2 separate regions of the Gasterosteus aculeatus genome follow, and region 2 is linked to region 1. The links are chromatin contacts, called in public Hi-C maps. All regions are on one chromosome and are shown on one strand. The core of a region is the stretch at or near the end of the contact, and the rest is flanking DNA. Distances in the headings are between cores, read along the strand shown.

Region 1 (3,267 bases), core at 637-3,136:
CGCCCCTTCGTAGACAAGCGCTGATGAAAGATAACCGCCTCTGCATTAATCAAAGAGATGGAGCATTTTGATCCCACTTTCAATTAGATTAGATTACATAAAGTTGCACAAAACACGATATCAATTATCAACGGGTCATTCAGTTTGATCTCTTGCCCGATGCCCCCAGAGTGAACATCCCATTGGACAGCCGCCGGGTGAAAGACACGACTTTCAGCTATTACGTTTCTTAATAGCTGTGAGGGGACTACGAGCAGTTTTTCTCCAACTCTGTCTTCATTTTGTTTATATCTCCACTATCTTAACTTTCTTCTTTTGGTTACGTCCTTTAGCTCCACGGAGAGTTTGAATATTTCAAAACAAGGATAATCCGAATTGCTGATCAATGACAAGTATCAAGTGCCACGCGGGTCTTATTACAAGACACAAGCACATTTACACTGTGTGTGTGTGTGTGTGTGCGTGTGCGTGTGTGTGTGTGCTCTGACTATAAGTGGGATGTGATGCTGCTCACAGTTTGTTTAGGATTACCAGAGCCTCTCAGGAGCGGATGGTTTGATTTGTAGGAGGAGGGGAGCGGCGTCGCTCCCATCACGTACTCACATGTGCCACAAAACGCCAATAACTTGGAAAACAACAGGCTTGCCGGGGAGGAGGTGAACGAAAAGTCACCCCCTGTCAGTTTATTGTATATGGAGATGGAAAAAGTATTTCTTTTTTTTTTTCTTTCTCGCTCAACTGAAATATCTCGGGTTTCACAGATGCAATCTCCTCCACGGGGTCGTCTCGCTGTAGTTAATTAGATGTCTGCAGCACAACCAAGGTAATTTAACCTTCATCAGCCTGTATCACATGAGATGATAATGTTAGGGAATTATTTATTGCATATTTTAGCGAGACATGAAAAAAGCTTTACTCTGAGACTGAGTCACGATGAATGAATAGAATGCAAAATTCAAATAGTTAATGAAACTGTGTGAGCTGGTTAAGGAACACCGTGTGTGTGTGTGTGTGTGTGTGAGGAAGACACATACACCTAAACATTGACGATAAATAATCCTTAGGATCAAACGTGCAGTAAACAGCAATTATCTAAGGGCAATGTGATCAAAATCTCCCACCTCCTGATCAATAGAGGCTCCTCTTTATGCAGACAGGGAGACAACTGATTGGCTCCTCAATTACTCCTCAGTGCTCGTGACATTCAGAAAGCGCTTTGAGAGCAGAGGAGTCTGGAGCTAATAACCTGAAAGTGAAAAAACAACATATGGACATAGTTCACAACATGGCGTATCACAAATCACACGCTAATATTTGACTACAGGCGAAAATCAGGCACTAAAAACACGGGACACCTCAAGCAGCACGTATGACAGTATGCTGTTGAGTGGTGAGACGTTCACACAGTAATCTCTTGTGTTTGATGGTCTTTCCTTGCATTTTCACGCCAGGGTCATTTAAATACAATGAGCAGGGGTAAACGAAACAAGACAATAGGCCAATAAAAGGTGACCTCAACAGGCGTAAAACTACTGCGGGTTGTTGTGATCCGAAATGGATGAGATATTCTCTTTTGAGAGGTAATTAAATTTGTCTGGAGGGACAGCTCGGCCACATCGATGACAGTCATGTTACAGTTAAATTAACTACCAAAGCAGTATCTGCAGTTTGGCATTGTCTACATAACCATACAAGCAATGCTTTTTATTAATCCTATATAATATTATTTTCTCTCTCTCTCTCTCTCTCTCTCATATATATATATATATGTAATTGTTTTGTTGTTAATTAACCTGTATATATTAATCTATTCTATCCGTGTGTGTCTGTGTATATAATATATATAGACTAATTAGTTATTTAAAGTTGATTAACACTACTTTCCAGATGAGAGATGAAATGCCATAACGTCTGGTAGGACCACCAGAAACCGCCACACACTGCGCGTGAATGCTATAATTCTCTGTCATTGGGGATGGTGGTTTGAGGGGGGGTGAAGTAGTCGGTGTGGCCGGCAGGGAGCGACAGTGAGCGGGCGCTGTGTGCGCGCGGGCCCGGGTGGGAGGGGGGGGGGGGGGGGGGGCAGCAGCCTCAGTACCAGGCGCCGCGCGCCGCTCACTGCTGGCTGGACTCATAAGGAGGAGGAGGCTGCCTCGCGCTCGCTGCTGCCTTTTGTCGTAGAAGGAACCTGTGGTTTATTTTTTGTTGCTTTCCTGTCCTCGCGGATATTGTTTTGATTTTTTTTTCCTCCCTCCCTCCCCGCAGCCGCCGCCGTGTTTTCTAAATACAAACATATTTTTGTTTCGGCGGCACGCACGGATTCCGAAAGGAGGGTAACGCGAGCGGTCGCGGGCGCAGCGATGTTCTCGCTCCGGGAGAGCGGCGGTCTGTCGCTGCTGCTGGTCTTGGCCGGACTGCAGGTAAGCGTCCTTCTCCGGACACTTTCCGCTGCCCTTCGTCCTTCGGTGGCGACGACGACGACGTGTGTTGAGCTCCGGCCCCCCGCGTGGAGCCGCTAGCTTCCACTCGGCGGCGGCGGCGGCGCGGACTCGGCGGCGGCGCGGAGCCGTGCGCGCTCGCCCGCTGCACGTGCTGCGCTCGCCCGGTTAACGGTTCTCTCTCCTTAAAAAGAAAAGTGCACTATGCGCACGAGGCGCCCGGTGTTCGTCTCCACCGAGTGGTTTCACTCGTTTGAGGAGTTTTAATTCGGTTGTGTTTAGTTTAACGTGTACGCACGTCGCTGTCCCGCGATTGCCGCTCTGGTTAAAAAGAAAAAATCCGTCACGAGCAACGGTGAAAAGTATCCCGATGTAAATCCAGGTTACCGTCCGACCGGAAGCCGACTCGCTGCGATGAAGCGGCGGCCGCTGTGTGCTTTTCTTCTTCTGAGCACGTTTAGCGCGCGTCGCGTCTCCGTGAGACGCTCCGGCCTCCAGCGGCCGCCGCGCGGCAGCGGCTCGGTGCGATCAACGCTTAAAGCGCCGCGGACACTTTAACGCGGATCCTAAACCCGCGCATCGTGGTCCGGCTGCTGTTAGACGTGCTAATCCAGCTCCTCTTCCCCCCTTTCTGAAAACTGTTTTCCCCCCTTACTTAAACTCCCGTGACAAAAACATGGCACCCGCAACGCTCTTTATTTAGTTTTATTTTTGCAGCTGGACTAGTTTTTAGTCTCTCTGCAAACCAACAGGGCCTCTGGATCCACGCTGAGGGTCAACATGCCTGCGCATCAGTTGTGCTCTGGCTTGTGGTTTCGTACTTTGTTTG
Region 2 (3,163 bases), core at 604-3,103, 47 kb after region 1:
CTGTGTGTGGGAGCTGCTTGTAGCGGCCACCTGTCCAGGGTTTACCTGCCGGGATCAGCTCCACCCGGCCTTAAAAGACCAAGCAAAGCACGAGGAAAATAGCAACTTCCTGGGCCGAAGATTTGTGCTGCTACTCATTGAGGACCGTGTTCGACCAGAGATACAAGGTTCAACACAGAGACACTCGACAACAGAACCAAAGACTTATCTAGTTAATTAATTTAATCTAGCGGAAGGAGATGAATCTGTGTACTTGTGTGGACACTGCAGAGTTTTACGGTTAGTAAAACAATGAATAGTGTACAGAAACATGATGATGCATGCAGATGAATCGAGGCCAGAGAGGGAGACTTAATAAAGGTTACACGAAGGTCTGAGCAAGGCTGACCTGTGAGAGTGGTAGGAGTTCTCATCCAAGCAAATCTCCCCAAATGTACATTTATTTATTTAAGACCTCTTAACATCAGTAAAAGCCAGTCATATAAACGTCTCATGTTAGCTAGCTATAGCCAAAAGTGAGGAAATGTTTGATAATCCATCACTGCACACAGAGAGAGGGAGAGTTTTGTGGGGGGGTTGATTGCTAATCCAGATTCCAGAATTAATTTTGTGTGTACAATTTTATTAATTCCAGTGGGAATTATTTGAGAAACTGAAATCAAATCAATAAACGCGGCTCTAGTGGGCAAGGCCTTGGATGTGGGTCACAGAGGCCGGGGGCCACCCGGCCAGCAGGCCAGAGTACGTGTGGGGGGGGGGGAGTCGATCCCCGGGAGAGGGCCGCCATGTCATTGGACCTTCCCGCTGAGTCCGGCCATTACACGTCTGTGCTGCCTTTCCTGTCACCGACCCCTGACCCCTCTGAGAAGGTCGGCGTGTGCAGTGCGGCTGAAAGATGACGAGGACTATTGTTCTTCATCTGCATCGAGCCTCCAGGGGTTCGGCGCCATTCCCCATGAAATCCAATTGGCCATGAATAATCGATGTGTTTGTTTTGGATGCGCCATGATACTCATGAGTGTCGCTGTGCTGTTTGTGCATCGCTCTTGGGTTTATCTTTACATTGGAGCCATTTTCTTTTACCGTTTCCCCCTTTTTTTCCCTTCCCTCCCGTGGGAGTGAGCGTAATTGTGTGTAGGTGAATTTACAACTGAGCAAAGGCAATTTTGAAGGGGGATATTAGAGATGGACGGATTACGGAAAACCTTCCGAAGAGGCGCAATCCATCATGCACGCCTATTAGGCACACACCCTGATTCTCAAATGGCATTTTCTCCATCGTATCTGCTGTCGCCGGGACACCACGCCGTCATTCAGCTCAGCCCCCCGCCCCCCACCCTGCTCCTCCTTCAGCCCATGACTTTGCACAAACTGCGAGCCACTCATGTTGCCTTGGTGATGTTAATAGGATTAGCGACGGCTTATGCATATCCAGCGTCCCGTGTCTGGGCATTGATTAGAGCGAAGCAGTCGCCCGCGCGTCCTTCCTGCAGCACACGGTGAGAGTACAAACACTCTGCGGCGTGTGATGTGTTCCTCGGCTCGGACCCCGGCTCAGTGCTGCCTTTTTTTTTTTTTGGGATGTGTCGGATTGTCCCCAGGCTTGTGCTTCACAGACAACTCTTCCCAGCTGCATCCCAACTTGTAAATCTCTCTTCCCCTCCGCTGAATCACCTCGTCCTCTGTGCAGGATGTGTTCACCTACGTCGATAAGAACAGTCAGGCGCCCGCTAAGCTAACCCCCATCTGTCGATCTGTCTCCCCCCCCCCCCCCCCCCCCTCCAGGATTACGACCTGAGTCAGCTCCAGCAGCCGGACACGATAGAGCCTGACGTCATCAGGCCGGGGGGAGTCCGCCGTCTAGACGAGAGACCCCTCCACCCCGAGCCACAGTACCCCATGAGGTCAGCAGCACCCCACCCTGGAGACATCGGAGACTTCATCAACGAGGTAAAGAGGATTTAAAATCCAGCACGCTGATCGTTTAGTCACAAGTCGTAGGAAAACTGACTGAGGTGAAACAATGTGTGCGCTTTCATTTTCTCATCAGGCAGCCAAATGACTATTATTAAAAATAGTTCATCGGATGCTCATAATTCCACTCAGGCACACGTGAAGCTCAAAGAGGACATCACGCTAACTCCCTCAGACGTAATGGTTCTTCCCCTCACTTTGCGAGTTGTAGAAGTGTGGCAGAAATGGGAGATGAGAGGAGCAATGCATTGGCTTTCTACCCAGAGAGCCTGGATTCGCCCGAGGCCGTCGTTGACTCCGGCATGAAGGGAGAATGTAAAATGAAAAGAGCAGTCATGTATTTTTCACAAGCTCCAACAGACAAGAGTTGCACAGCATTACAAATGGAGTTCTCTCCCCCAGTTTCTGGACGGCATGTTTTTAAATTAGAACTCGCTCTCCAGCGACCCATCCCTCCGATCGCTTCACTGGGGCGCCGCTGCGTTTTCGCTCTCCTCGCCGCGCGCCGTCACTTCGCCGGACGCACTTCAGCGCAACGGCCTATTGGGCGGAGGCGAAATGTCCGTCCTTCATCGGGTTCCTTATTTTAACCTTCTCAGAAGAGCTTAGAAACAGTCCCAGTATCCGGAGCTCAGTCCAAATCTGACCCTAACTGATGAGGGCAGAGGAGGGAGGGAGGGAGGGAGGGATGGGGGAGGGGGCGGTGTCTGATCTGCATCCTGAAATGTGCACCCCCCCCATGAGCGTGTGGCTCTTAATTAAATTAGTGGCACAAATGAATTGGGCAGAGGTTTAGCATAAGGACCTTAACCTCCTGGTCGGACAAACAAGCGTCTATTGGACCCGTTTCCACCTTTGGGGGGAGGGTGGGGGGGGGTGTGGGGGGGGCACCACCTCGGCCGGTCAAAGGTGGACACGGCGCTGATGTGATGACGTTCATTTTTTATTTGTTTAACCCTTTCAAGGTCGTTCTCTGAACAGAAACACCGCCGGCTTTTATCCCACGTCTTCAGTGACCTCCATGACGCAGCGCCCCCCCGACCGGCCGGGGGGGGGTCAACACCTCACGGAGCGCCGTGATCGTCCCCAGGACCCCCGGTCACTGGGTTGTTAGGAAAGGACAAGGCTGAAATTGACTCAGCGTATGAACTGCTAGTGGGTCTTGGGTCGGGGATGAGGGGGGCCGGCG

Evidence for each region. A called contact is a pair of places that touch in the nucleus more often than the background predicts.
Region 2: a Hi-C map of whole body shows a contact between it and region 1, with 1.8 times the contacts expected there. The contact joins the enhancer-like site here to the promoter of LOC120816315 in region 1. A contact is called at or near these places in 3 of 6 Hi-C or Micro-C datasets (skeletal muscle and whole body).

What each region holds. Positions count from the first base shown.
Region 1 is chr3:888,571-891,837 of fGasAcu3.hap1.1, forward strand. LOC120816315 (cadherin-2) reads left to right here and starts at 1,887. Exons shown (of 16, transcript XM_078098579.1): 1 at 1,887-2,420. The coding sequence starts at 2,361. It overlaps LOC144405449 (a long non-coding RNA gene), which reads right to left and starts at 1,246. Exons shown (of 2, transcript XR_013467042.1): 1 at 1,122-1,246; 2 at 646-843.
Region 2 is chr3:935,123-938,285 of fGasAcu3.hap1.1, forward strand. LOC120816315 (cadherin-2) reads left to right here. Exons shown (of 16, transcript XM_078098579.1): 15 at 1,786-1,950. Among protein-coding and RNA genes, the nearest start is that of LOC120816315, 46 kb to the left of the region's middle. Within about 2 kb of position 1,854, at least 1 of the 9 cell types and tissues checked has open chromatin away from gene starts, as enhancers often do.